2 separate regions of the Pan troglodytes genome follow, and region 2 is linked to region 1. The links are chromatin contacts, called in public capture Hi-C maps. All regions are on one chromosome and are shown on one strand. Each heading gives the region's core, a stretch centred on a gene start, on an enhancer-like site or on the middle of the called end of the contact. The rest is flanking DNA. Distances are from core to core; before and after follow the strand shown.

The links. Capture Hi-C pulls out chosen DNA fragments and counts their contacts.
Region 2: a capture Hi-C map of stem cell-derived neural stem cells shows a contact between it and region 1, with 5 times the contacts expected there. The contact joins two enhancer-like sites. A contact is called at or near these places in 4 of 7 Hi-C or Micro-C datasets (induced pluripotent stem cells, a lymphoblastoid cell line, lymphocytes and 1 more) and 1 of 1 other capture datasets (stem cell-derived neural stem cells).

The regions. Positions count from the first base shown.
Region 1 is chr1:47,301,584-47,308,619 of NHGRI_mPanTro3-v2.0_pri, forward strand. NAV1 (neuron navigator 1) reads right to left here. Exons shown (of 33, transcript XM_063793802.1): 15 at 6,269-6,321; 16 at 5,487-5,510; 17 at 5,298-5,375; 18 at 2,187-2,270; 19 at 1,485-1,596. Among named protein-coding and RNA genes, the nearest start is that of IPO9, 36 kb to the left of the region's middle. Within about 2 kb of position 3,653, at least 9 of the 24 cell types and tissues checked have an H3K27ac peak or open chromatin away from gene starts, as enhancers often do. A contact at or near this core is called in stem cell-derived neural stem cells, where this site is marked.
Region 2 is chr1:47,523,878-47,530,929 of NHGRI_mPanTro3-v2.0_pri, forward strand. All of the region lies in intron 1 of NAV1 (neuron navigator 1), which reads right to left. Among named protein-coding and RNA genes, the nearest start is that of NAV1, 48 kb to the right of the region's middle. Within about 2 kb of position 2,879, at least 6 of the 24 cell types and tissues checked have an H3K27ac peak or open chromatin away from gene starts, as enhancers often do. A contact at or near this core is called in stem cell-derived neural stem cells, where this site is marked.

The sequences.
Region 1 (7,036 bases), core at 2,403-4,902:
ATAGCTAAACAAACTGTGGTATATCCACACAATGGAATATTATTCAGCCACAAAAAGGAATGAAGTGTGGATACATGACACAACATGGATGAGTCTTGAAAACACTTTGCTAACATGGTGAAACCCCATCTCTACTAAAAATACAAAAATTAGCCAGGCATGGTGGCATGCGCCTGTAGTCCCAGCTACTTGGGAGGCTGAGGCAGGAGAATTGCTTGAACCTGGGAGGCGGAGGCTGTGGTAAGCTGAGATCGCGCCACTGCACTCCAGCCTGGGCAACAGAGTGAGACTCCGACTCAAAAAAAAAAAAAAAGGAAAATAAGTACTAAAAATTGTAAGTTGGATTTTGGAAAAATGGGAGTCACTGGTGACTTCAGTGAAAGTGTTTTTGGTAGAATGATGGTGACAGAAGCATAATTATAGTGGGGTTAGGTGTGAAAGGGAGGTGGAAAGGTAGGATCGACTGGAGGAAGCAAAGAAATAAGATTATAGTTAGAACATAGATTGATACATCTTTCCCCTTTAACATACAAGAGCCTTTGGCAGGTTTATAAGCAGGGAAGGAATGAATAGAGCATAAGAGATTAGAGAGGTAGAAAAGGGCATGTGTTGGGTAAAGGGGGGTTGTATGGTTGCTAAAGAGGGCATCCCAAAACATTAGATAAGCGGTCACTCTTGGCCAGAAGGGATGAATCCTTCCAACAAAATGGAGACAAATAAATAAGTATTGGATGAATATAAACGCATGGAGTGGGGAAAAGTCAATGGAGTTCTCTCTTGAAAATGTTCATTTTCTTAACTAAGGGGGGCGCCAAAGCTATGTTCAGAGTAAGGCAAATCAGTGGTGGAATGAGGAGCTTGAAAAAAGCAATGAAAGCTGGGAATCACTGGTAGTAGAATAAAAAAGAAAACTGACTGTGGACAAGTAAGAGGGCTGCCAAGGTATCTTGAAGACCTGATTGGAGTTAGAGATCACAGATTTTGTGGCATCAGACTCCCATCCATCTTGACTTCTGTAGCAAAGCTTGACTGGTTACTAAACGTCCAGGCTAACTTGCCATTTCAGCACCATATAACCTATGTGAGCTTTGGTTGTTTCATTGGAAGAGTAGTTGGAGAACTAAAGTGAGGATCAAATAAGATTGTGTGTGTGTGTGTGGACACACAACACATTTGCATAAAAATGTAAAGGGCTATTTTAACGATGGTCTTTGATGGCTCTTTAGCCGTGAGGTAAAGGTTAAGGAGAGGACCCCTGGGGCTTACAGGTCTCCTCTACTTGCCTTCATGCCCTAGGAAGCTGGGGTCATGCCCCTGGTACTCCTCACTGACCAGTCCAGACAGCACACTAAAGGGTATCTAAAGGCCCTCACCTTCTAGAGACTTGATATAGGACTTGGAATACTATGGGCCCAGATAAAAATCTGTAATACTCTTACTTTCCTGCTCCCTGTTCCCTCTCAATCTGTGGCTGGATGTCCTACCTTTGGGTGTGGTTTCTGAGGCATTAAGGGCTCCCTGAATGACTGCCTGGGCCTCAGAGTTCTTTTTCTTCAGAAAGTCTATGGTTTCTCGCAAATCCAGCAGCTCAGTGTCCTAAGAGAGAAATGAAAATAGCGTTGGCTGGGCACGGTGGCTCACACCTATAATCCCAGCACTTTGGGAGGCCGAGGTGGGCGGATCACCTGAGGTCAGGAGTTCAAGACCAGCCTGGCCACCTGGTCTCCATTAAAAATACAAAAATTAGCTGGGCGTGGTGGCGGGCACCTGTAATCCCAGCTACTTGGGAGGCTGAAGCAGGAGAATCGCTTGAACCTGGGAGGCAGAGTTTGCAGTTAGCCAAGATCGCGCCAGTGCACTCCAGCCTGGGTGACAAGAACGAAACTCCATCTCAAAAAAAGAAAACAGCGTCATTAGTTGGGATTAGCAGGAGCCCTGAGCCCTTATGATGTGTCAGGCAATGGGCGAGGCATTGGAATTCTGCAAAACTTGATAGAGAAGGGCAGGGAATTGGGATAAGGAATATGCTCACACTGTATTGGGGGGCAGATTGAGAATCCAGGGTGACAGTGAGGTGGGGAGAAACTGGCATTCATGAGCAAGAACAGATGGTCAGCTTCGGCCTGTCTGTCCAGGAGAACCCCCTCGCCGCACCCACCCCTCCCACCCTTTCCCAGGCCTCTCACCTTCTCCTCGGCCGTCTCTGCCAGGTGTCGCAGGCGGGATGTCATATTCACCAGGCTCTGCTCAAAAGCAGCCACCAGATTAGCCTGAAACAAACACAGAAAGAGATTGCTAAGTTGCATAAGGCTGGGGGAAAGGCAATAACTGACAATGGGAAATAGTTTTAACTGATTTCCTGTATCTCGGAGCTGACCAATGCCAGCAAACCTCTTGGTGGTTAAAAAAATATTGATTTTCCTGAGCAGACAAAGGGGAAATCAAAGAAATTTTCTGGTGGGAACCAGCTTCTTGAATAATGAAGCCAGGTTGAGGGGTAGGGCAGGTTTTCAGAGGCTCCTGGAGACTTGAGATCTAAAACCCATCAACTACCAGAGGTAGGACTATCCCTCTGCTCTATGTGATATTTGGTGTGGCCAACTTGGTAGGCGGGCCATAGCCTCTGGGGTCGTTCCTATTATTTTGGTTTAACTCCTGCATTGTGGAGTGGGCCGGCCCCCAAGGGACCAAATAATCTCCTGGCAGAAACTATTTGGTGCGTTTCTTCCTCCTCTGCTACTCCACTGCTTCACCCTTTCTTGCTTTGCAGCTGCTCCTTGTTCCCGGATTCTCCAGGTTTGCAAGGCTGGAAGGAAACTGCAGAGGCATTCCACCGTTTGGCCACTAGGTGTCAGGTCTGTTTCATGAGGAGTGAAGGATACCAAAGGGCTCCCTGGATAAGAGGCAGGCTAGTTCGGAAAGGTGCTGAGTGGAGGAGCTAAGGCCACTTGGTTTGGCATAGTTTGACCTCTAGCTGGCCAACTGGCTGCAAGATGTATAGGCAAGGTAAAGGGAATGAGGCCGGGGGCTAGAAAGGGGAGCACTTGGGGATGGAGAAATAGCCATCGTGAGACTATCTGAGCAAGTTGGTGACCCTAGCAAGAAGTGGGCATACTCTGTGCAGCAACTTCATGCAGAGCTCTAGGAAATCGACGGCACTCTCATGGCTCCTACTGGCTTACAATTCTCCCTCCCTGTTGGGTCAACTCTAGTTTTCATCCACTGCTCCGCATGTCTGGAGCCTACTTCATAGGACCAGGGCTGGAGGCAATCCCTTTAGTCCAGTTAGAGCCTCCTCTTGCACTTTTACTATAAATCTGTCAAGGCCTGGGCTCTGAGGAGATTATAATATGTCACAACCTGAGCAGTTTCCTTTCACCCACTGTGCAGGCAACATCTGTCTTCTTGACCTCAGGTCTTCTCTGGTTTGCTTCTCTACATCCTGCATGTCTGCTTGTAGACTCCTTGTAGTCCCTGGAAGACTACTCATGAGAGGCCCCAAGAACCCCTGTATGCTCTTCTGTGCTGCCTTTCCCCATCCAGGGGAACCCTTTTGCTCTGGCTGGGCTTTCTCCCCGCTCTCCCCTACACTTCCTCTCCCTACATTGACCCTTCCCTTAATCCCAACCCCAGACTAGGGTACCTGTAAGACCTCAGGGCTAAGCAGTGGTGCTGCAGAAAGGCTAGCATTTGAGAGGGGTAAAGTGGTCTGGGCCCCTCCATCTAGGGTGTGCCCTCAGCTTTAGTAGCTAGGAAGTTCCATGGAACATGACAAAAGTTTGGTTTGGAGTCACAGAATCCTGAAGAGAGCTGTGGAACCTTCCTAGAGTCCCAGCATCCCATCTCCTGCTTGAGGGCAGGGTTCTGACCCTCGGCAAAAATCTGCCTTTAAGATGCAGAACCCACCGTGTCTGGGTGTTTAGTTTGTTCTCTCTTAGCCAAATGGAACTTCCTGTTCTAAGAAAAATCACCCTCTAAATTCAATTTCTTGGCTTCAGCCCAGCCTTGACAGCATGGTGGCTGACAGATTGCAGTGTAAATGAATCAGACATAATAATGTTCTCTGCCTCCCTGGCGCCTCTCCCCCCCAGCATCTCCCAGACGTGAATTTCCTGGGGTGTGCAGGACGTGACCCAGGCCATTTGCTTTGGTGGGTGTGGCACAAGGGAGAGAAAAGATGGTTCTTGTTTATGTTACAATTCTTATGGGTCCCCCAAGAGTGGGAAAAAGTGCTTAACATGAGCTTCAGACAAACTGGTACAACTTATGAATTGAGGGTTTGGGAAAAGAGAATCGAGAGAATAACTAGTGTGGTGAGGGAACTGCTGCTGAAATGTGTTGGAAACATTCAGAATCTTGGTGGAGATTCTTCTACCTAATTCCGACGGATAGACCCCAGGCCTGACAGCTGGGTTCCCCAGAGAGGAAGGGCAGAGAGAAAACCAGAAACTACTGCGGAAATTGCAGACATGGTTACTTTTGTGCAAACACTTGGAAAGCTCCTGCAGATCCGGCTCAGCTGTTGTTTACAGCTTTGGGGGAAAATGGCTCTTATGTTCTCTGTTTGCAACTCAGTCACAGGGGAGAAAGTACCACAGCCTGGTTAGAGGAGGTGGCTTCATTTCTCCCCATGTCACAGGGTAGAAAAACTAAGGTCTAAAGAAATAGACTCGTTCTAAATGGAGGTACTGAGAGTAGAAACAAAGAATTCTAGCTCTCAACCTGAATTTCAGATTGTTTCTACCATCTGCCCAAGGAGACTGCTCAGAAAAGGCAGTTGGGAATGAAGGAGTCAGACCAGAATGGGAGTTAGGTTTCTCAGTAGTGTCGTGGTCACTAGACAGAATTCTAATGACCAATTATGTGCCTACACAGTTACGTGGCATGAACAAAGACATGAACACCCCCCCAGGGCAGTGGAAAGGCTCTAAGAGCCCTATAATTATAATCCATAACTGCTTTTGTCCATGGCCAATGGCAAGGTTGTTTCTGCCTCCATGCAGAACCACTGGTAATCAATCTTCTTCTCTTTCTCTAGGGAGCTCAGCCCATCAGACATGAACTCATCCATACCTGTTAATTAGAGTAGAAGCAAAATGGTTCTTCATAAAAGTTGAGGCTCAGAGAAGGGGAAGAACAATCCCCTAGTCTTCTATCATAGAGCTGTGAAGAAGACCCATGCCCTTGAAGTCTCAGTCCAGGGGATACCTTACCAGGTAGTTTTCCTCCCTTGGCTGAACTTGTCTAACTATAGTCAAAATAACTGCCTTGATCTTTCCGTACTTCATGGCACTCACATTGGCAGAAAGCTGAGATGTCAAGGTGGCCACTTTTTCCTGGGATGATTCCAGTTCCCTACGAAGCTTCCGGATTTGCTGTAAAAGGAAGAGAAATACAAACTACTGGCTGCAGAAGCTGTATAAGATTTGGAAGGAAAATGAGGTGCAGTGATGTTAACAAGCAGAGACAAAGGCTTTCCACCCTACCTCAGATTGCATCCTCTCCTCAGCCTGAAGAAGGGAGCACAGAAGGAGAGAAAGAGAGAGAAAGGAAGTAGTTACTATGGAGGTGAAGAAGTCAGGTCCCAGTGGCAGGGTAGGAAATGTGAAGCAGCATGACTCAGAGGTGCAGAGAGGCTGAAACTCTTGTTTCCTGGCCCTGGCTCCTCACAGGACTCGGCTCAGATCTATACTAGGGTTTCAATAAAAGATTTATTTGGAGCTCATCTCCAGCAAACTTTGTCATTGCCAAAAAGGCTAGGAAATGAGACTGGTTGGTTTGAGAACTAACGGTTATTGCCAGCAACTTGGAGTAAAGAATTAGGAGCAAAACAAATCTACGAATCAAGAAATGCCTAATAGCCAAATGCTGTGGCTGGTGCCCCACAATAAACACTTGGTCACTTCTAGGGTTCTGGAGTCCGGGTCCTAGAAATCTATTCATCTCACCTTCATAAATGCTTCCCATCTACCATGGCACAGAAAGGGCTTGCTAACATGGGGATTCTCCATTTTTCAAAGGAGGGGAACAAAAATCACCAGAGTTGCTCAGGAGCTGGTGGTGGGGCCAGAAAGACCACTGAGGACCTGAGGCACCAAGTGAGTGCTACAAGCTCTAGGTGCCTCCCCCATTCCCACCCCAATGGGTACAGTGAAGAGCCAGCAGTGCCCCCATCCCCCGCCCAGTTACCCAACTCCAAGGAGGTTCTAGGGAGCATGGGATGGTAGAGGAGAGGGGATGAGAGGGGAAGAGAAGTTAATGCTCTTACTGAGGAGTAGGTGGAGGAGGCACTGGAGGCCAGGGACAGCACTGAGCCGTGAACTGAAAGAGAAGGAGAACACAAAGAGTTAACAGTGGGTTCCAGGGACAAGGGGTTTTTGGAAGACTCCCTAAGGCAGGAGTTTGGATTGTGATTCTGGAGGGCATCTGGAGCAAACAGAAAGAACAGAATAGGGAACCCAGCTGGTATCAAAACAGCCCAAAGCAAGGTCTTGAGTCAAGCTAGCCTCCTCTTTCAGCCTACATTCTCTGGCAGCCTGGGTATGGCAGTCCCTTGCTTAGCCTGCTCTGAGGGGCACGGGGTTTCAGAGAAGGGAAAGGAGACTTTCATGGATAGTCACCATCTTATCTTCCCAGTCAGGAAAGCACCTTAGCCGCAGGAGAGGGGAGTTTCTCATCAGAGTTGCTCAGAACAAATACTGAAATTCTGCCCGCGCCTCCTCCTCTCAGCACTGGGGGATGTGCTTAGGATCTTGGGGATCATTCAGATGAAAACAATATTTAAGTGAGGAATATGCATTCTGATTATTCAGTAGAACCTATGGTGAGAACTAAAGCATGTCTGTAGCAGATGCCTCCTGGAATGACCATCTTGAAAATAATAATGGGAGAGCTAACCTGCCATAAGCCTGGTCTTCTAGCTCTGATCAGTACTAACACCCAGATCACCACCAACAATCAGATGGCCCTCCCTGATGCTCATCTTTGGAACATTTTTGAAAGAGAAATGAGATGCCTAATTATTTGTAAGGATTTA
Region 2 (7,052 bases), core at 1,629-4,128, 220 kb after region 1:
TTTACCTGGGGTCACATGGCTCCACTTCAAAAAGACTTGTTTTTATTCCCCTCCCTTCCTTCCTTCCTTCCTTTCTTCTTTCCCCTTGAAAAAGTGTGAATACGGTACAGGTGTGCACACACACACACACGCATACACACACACACATATCAGGAGATGAAACATTATCTGGACTTAGCAGCCACGTTCTGTGAAATCAGCACTCCAGGGTCAGCTCCCTGTGGCCTGCCTCGACTTGATGTCCTGCTGTCTGTACATCCTTTGAATCAGTCAGGGTGTCTGGCCTACATGGTAAATTCCTCAGGCACAGGCCATGTGCCTATGCATAATTCAGTCTGAGCTTGATCAACACAAATGAACATTGTCAGGCCTTTAAACAAAGTTTGATTATTTACTTTTGAAGGAGGGCTCTTCCATGCAACCTTCCCAGTGATGACACTAGTTTCAGATGGAGCTGACCTTGGGCTGCTGGGCTCAGGCTTCTAGAAGGTGAGATGGGCAGGGGCAAGATGGAGTAGGAAGGAGCAGGGTTGGACAGCATGGGAGGAGATGGCTATGGTGACAGAAAGAAAAGTAATTCCCAAGAAGAGCACAGCTGGAAACCACCCCCTACCCCAGGGCATCTACTTGAGCAATGAGGATTAATCTCTGTTGTCAACACCTGCACGGTTTAGAGCGGGCCACTTAGCTGCCTCCTTTGAGTCTTGTGATGACTTGCTGGTAAGGTGTAAGACAGGCATTACTATCCCCATTTCATTGATGGTGATAAAGGCTAAAAGAAATTAGAATCTGGCCAGGCACGGTGGCTCACGCCTGTAATCACAGCACTTTGGGAGGCTGAGGCGGGTGGATCATGAGGTCAGGAGTTCGAGACCAGCCTGGCCAATATGGTGAAACCCCCATCTCTCCTAAAAATACAAAAATTAGCCGGGCATGGTGGTGCGTGCCTGTAGTCCCAGCTACTCGGGAGGCTGAGGCAGAAGAATTGCTTGAACCTGGAAGGTGGAGGTTGCAGTGAGCCAAGATTGCACCACTGCACTCCAGCCTGGGTGACAGAGCAAGACTCTGTCTCAAAAAAAAAAAAAAAAAAAAGAAAGAAAGAAAGAAAGAAAGAAAAGAAATTAGAATCCAAGTCTCCTGACTCCAAATCTTGAACTTGGCCTACCACACAATGCTGCTCTCAGGGAACTATGGAAGCCAGCTTAGGATCCAGGGTTCTGTAGCCTGGAGATGCTGTGGCCCCTGCAGAAGCCCACCATGCTTGTCACATGCCTCAGCCTGGAGGACCAAAAACCCCGCTGCCCAGTTTCCTCGCTATCCCATGATGAATCCCATAACTTCTCCCTTAATCTGTGATCACATCCTCATCTCTGAGGAACCTGAGTAAAACAGTCTCTCATATAGGGCCTTTTGTCTGGAAGGTGCTCAGTGACTGTGAGTGGAATGAGCGATCAGATGAGTGAATGATTGAGTGAGTGAACTGTTAATAATTCCTTATGGGTGCATTAGGCACATTAGGTATTCCCCTTTCCGCTATTAATAGATGTTATACCAGAGTATCATTAACATATGTGGTACTGTTACCCACTCAAATTGTTTGTGCCCTTCCCCTATGATAAACAATTTTGCCAAGAACATTCTTGCAGCTAGATCTTTGTACACACTGATGATCATTTACTTCAGTTAAATTCCTATGTAATCCCACTTTAATAATGGGATAAACAGAACCAAATTAGGAAGGGAAATTTGCTGCAAAAGAAAAAAAGTTCATAATAAGCAATTCTAGGCAAAACAGAACGCCTAGCCAGGCTTCCAGTTCTTGACTGTGGATAATTGAAAGGGCCCTTGCAGTTCTGCTGGGCACCCATAGCCAGAGACCTAGGGACAGCCCCAGAGTGCTCACTCTGTGGTCCCCTTTGTCTGTGATCTCATCATGGTGGGGGACTGGTTTCCCAGCTGTGTGACAAACTCCCTGACAGCAGGGACTGCATTCCCCAGTGCCTGGAGCCTGGCAGTACCTGGAACAAACATGGAAGGTGCTCACTATATATCTTCTACCCTGGCCTGCAGGCATATTAAGCCATGACTGTGTAGGAAAGGGAGCTGTCATTTATTCACTGGGCACCAATTATGTGTCACGCACTGTTCTAGGAACCCTGCACACATGATCACATCCATTATCTCATGTCATTCTCACAGCAACTCCCAACACTACCTCCCCTTTCTGATGAAAATGAGACTCAGAGAGGTCAGTCTGACTTCTCCTTCATCACACCATGATGGCAATTGTGCTTAGTCCCACAGGCTAGCCCAGAGATCCAGGAGCCAGGGCCTGCGAGTCCACACAGCTCACAGTGGATGCTGACTACTCTGCTCTTTCAAAATCAATGGCCACCAGACCTGGTGGGGCTGATACAGCCCTTGGCAGGGACAAAAGCAATCACAGGACACCTCGACCCTGGCAGGGGTGGATGCGGACACAGCGGAAATGGGTGCTGAGATTCGATGAAGCTCAGGAAATGAGATAGCTTTGTTGCCTTAGCAATGAGCGACCAGGGTCAGCGGCAGAGCAGAGGCAGCTGCAGGGCTAATGGTAGAAAATAGGCCATGTTGTCAGGCCTGAGGTTCCAGAGATGGAGAATGTGCGGAGGCAGCCTTCTTCCTAGACCTGGGCTTCTGGAAACAGGCCTCCTCCATTGAGAGAATAGATCCCAAGTGAGGAAGACTCAATGTGCTTGGTGCCTCTTCTGAGCAGAAAAGGGAGAGTGCCTGCTGGGCTTCCCCCATACCCTGGCCCTGGCCCTGGTCGTAGCCCTCAGCCAGCTCAGGAAGACCCTCCAGTATAGGCCAGGCTGTAACAGGGAGAAAAAGCTTTTTTTTCCTCACTGGTGGGACACCAGGCAAGCATCTCCCTGGCCTCTCTGGTTGTTTCACCACACCCAGCCCTGAGGACCTATTATCCTCTATTCTCGCATAAGGACAGGTACTCCCAGGGCAGGCCTGCTTGCTGGCTGGCTGGAGAGCCCTTTCCCATCTGCAGACCTGTACTTCTCATTGGCTGGGCCTGCAGGGCAAGACGCAAGGGTTGGGGGTGGTGACCAGATGCCCCTGGAACTAGAGAGGAACAGAATTCAGGGCTGTCTTGCCAAGCATTCTCCTGACGGCTGTAAGGAGGGGCCTGACCCTGGCAGTTGCTTGATCTTTGGGTCTGCTGAGTCTGCCCTAGAAGGTAAGGAAGAGCAGCCCTGGGCACAGCCTACATGTGGGCCATGGGCTCCAACCAGGTGGGGAGAGAGCCTGCTTCCTTCCACCTGCTCCGATTTTTTTGTTTGGTGTTTTTCAGGTCAGCCTAATCAGGGCACACAAGAGGCCAGAGAAGCGCTCACCCCGGATGGCTATAGTGCCTCTTCTCAATCATAATAAATAAAATGAAAATGGTATTTTACAGTTAAAATATTTCCACATCCGTCATCTCATTTGATCCTCACAATAACCCCAGGAGCTGGACAGGGCAGGTGTTGTCTTTCTCATTATTTCACAAGTAAAACAGCAACTGAGAAGTAAATTGACTTGTCAACGATCACACACTAGTCAGAAGCCTAAGAGCTGGGTGTCTGCTTCCATAGCCTTTGTTCTTCCCACTCCTCTGTGGCCTTAGAAGAAGGTGTCCAGGTGAGCAAAGGGAGAGAACTGGACCAGCGGATACTGCGAGGGGCTTCCTCATGAGGGGGTTACTAACTGCTTCATCCTGAGCTCCTGCAGTCCCATGATCACAGGGCCCCTCTCTGTGTGCAGCCCCAGCAAAGTGATGCAGAGAGATGGGCACTCCCAGAATCACTGTACCTTCCCTAGATCATTTTTTAAAGGCAGACATACCCTTGACAACCTGGAGTATCTTATATGATGTCAGCTGGGAAGGATGGCAGAAAGATGGCTTTGAGAACCTCTAAAGTGAAGAGATGAAGGATGCAAGGATCAGCCTCAGGGTCCATGACACCTTTCCAGTGTCCCTGGTGCTGGGTAAACCAGTGTGCTTTGACATCCCTGGAGTCATTTGTTTCAGGAGCTGAAGATGATGTTAATTTTGGACATTAAAATCATTCATAAATCGAAGCTAGCTCTGGGCTGCCCTGGCATCAGGGGAGTTCATGCTATAGCCGTGAACTGCTGCAGCTGCTGGTTGCCTACCAGGAGGTGGCCAGGCTGACTTGCACTGGAGTGAAGCTGCCACAGGATCCAGCCCAAGATCAGCCCAGACCTTCATGGGCCTGAGCACCTCTGGAGGGGGGTGGCTTTTCACACCTGGATGAGACTTTGGTCAGCTCTGTACTGTCCTCAGGGCTGCTGGTGGTTCTGAACAGAAGTTCTAGGGGCTGGGGGAGTGGCCTGGGTTTGCCCAGAGCAGGAAGGAAACACGCTTCTCCCTGGGTGTCCTGCTAACAGGAAGCAGCCGGGAGGAGTGGGGAGCTGAGGAGGCCCCACCTTGCACAGAGGTTCAGGCTCCTGGACCACCCAGTCTGACCTTCCCAGTCTGACCTTCCTCCCTAGGACCTGCCATTCAAGCCCACTGACCTAGAGGACCCCCCCCAAACTTCTGCGCATGCATGAGGCACATCTGAACTTTTAGACTAAACAGACACCCTGGGAAAGAAGAGGGAGTCAGTGAGCAGCCTGAAGACCCAGAGAGCCTTGCAATGGAGCCCTCTTTCCCGAGCACATACTGTGGGACAGGCGCTGTGCAAACACGCATTGTTTATGTATTATATTATATTATGTTATTGAATCCTTACAACAACTTCATGAGGTAGGAGTGCTTAACATTTTCATTTTACAGATGAGGAAACTGAGGCCCAAGGAGGTAAAACAACATGCCTAATTGCCACAGTCGGTATCAAACTCACGTCTGCCTGGGGGCACTAGGCAGCCAGCATGTTTGGGGTCATGTGTGTACATGCAGCCACCCCTCACAGGAACTGCAGTGAGCCCAGCTGTGGCCAGACATACCACCACCCAAAACTCAGAGGGAACAGATACAGCACCCAACAAGAATTCAGGACGCAGCCCCGGGAAGCGGTGATGGCAGTGGCAATGGAGTGCTGACACTCCATTAACAAGTAGGCTTTGGGTGTTACAGGAAACAGACAAGCCAGGGTTCCAGGATTCTGGGATTGGCAACCCAGATCTACCCACAGGAAACTGCCAGCTAGGGACAAGAAGAGCTGCCCACAAGACTAAAACTGGGCAAGGGGCTTGCTCTGATGCCAGCCCATCACCAAGCTGGAGGAGCAATGTGAAGTGCTCCACAGCTGCCCCCCACTGCCTTTTCACCCCAGCCCACAGCCTCCTTTTACTGTCAGCCCAGGATGCCCGCACTCCAGTTACTCCTTAGGTACACAGCCCAGGCAGCCTATGCTTACGTGGTCCTAGGCACTCACAGGTGGTTTATGTACTCAATTTGCATGGCAGGGTCTTGGCGAAGGGGAGATGATGGCACACAGCTGGACACACAGCTGGTTAAAGCACCCATGAGGCTCTGTCTCCTAGGGTTGATCTTCAATTGGGTCAGTTACCCTTGCTCCGTGCCACATAGAGAAAGGACATTCTCGATGTGCAGGCAGGGGTCTCACAAATATAATACACACAAGGCTTTGGGGTTTTGGGTACCGACACAACTGGGGAGGCAGGTACCTATGGCTTGGGAGAAAGCCATAGTCTCTCATGGGTAGACATGTCTGTGCTGTTGGAGAGATAGTCTCCACCTTCCTCCACAAAGCAGCGGCAGGTAGACCCTGGCCACGCTGGATTGGAACAGAGACCCCAGGGCACTGTGAGTTCCATCTCCCTGTGCCTCTGACAGCCTTGGGCACATCAATATTGTCTACACACACAGTAGAGTCTCATTACTGATTCAGTTAGACCATATGGATCCCTGAGATGCCTCCCTGAGCAATATTATCAGTAGAACCAAGAGGGGTGGCTGAGCTCTGGCTCGCTTCGCCTCAGTCCTCCAGCTGGGTGTTGTGCAGACTCCATCCCAGTGCAGCTCTCAAGCCTCTTGAGCACTTCACCCAGTGGCCCAGCTCCTACAGCACGGGCTCCAACCCCCGTAACTTGACAGGACAAGGCCCCTCTGGCCCAGCCAATGCCCTCGTACCTGTGGACAGCCCCATCAGAAAAAACAACAGAGGCAACCCCCTGAACCAACAGAAGCCTGTTCCCCATGAAGAGGGTGGGGATGTTTGTCCACTCCCCCCTGCAGCTGATGGCTTTCCCATCTTGTCAGGCAGGAAGGGACAGGGTGTGGGGAGGGTGTGATACTGATTTCCAACCGCCACCCAGTTCAAGATCCTAATCAGAGTCCTGTGAAGAGCAGCTGGTCATTTTTTTTGTCTTCCGGTGGCTGGGGATGGGGGGTGGGAGGGGACAAACTATTCCAAAACACCGCCTAAGGAAGTCAGCACCCTGTGGTTTGGGGATTATAAGTGAGGAGGGAATCACAGATAGTTGAGCAAATTACAGTACATACATATGAAATAATATTTAAAATGATGTGTACAGAGATTTGATCGATACAGAAAAACATCTGAGATAATATTAAGCAAAAAAGCAAAAATACAAAATGGTAGGCAGAGTATGATCTCAGGTAGACAAACCTGCCTTTAAAAAAAAAAAACCTAGAAGGAAATGTTAACAGTGTTTGCTTCTGGAGTGGGGGATTATGGCTACTTCAAGTTTTTCTATTTTTCTATGATAAGCTTTGTTAATCAGGAAGAAAAAAACAACACTAGTTAAAATTTAGGGAGAAAAAGGAACCATGGATGGGGCACCTGTGCCCTCTGTGATCCAACAGCGTCATCCCAAGGGAAGAAGGGTTCTGTGTGTGTTGTGAGTGGGCAGGGAGAGAAAGTACTGACTTCTGATACAGCCCTAGAACTCGAGGCGCTGTGTTCTGGAGTATTCCCGAGGGAGCTCTCGCCTGATGGGAGAGACAAAGCCCCTGCCTGGGGAACACAACCTAAGTGCTGAGGGAAGGGAGAAAGGCCTGTAACGGC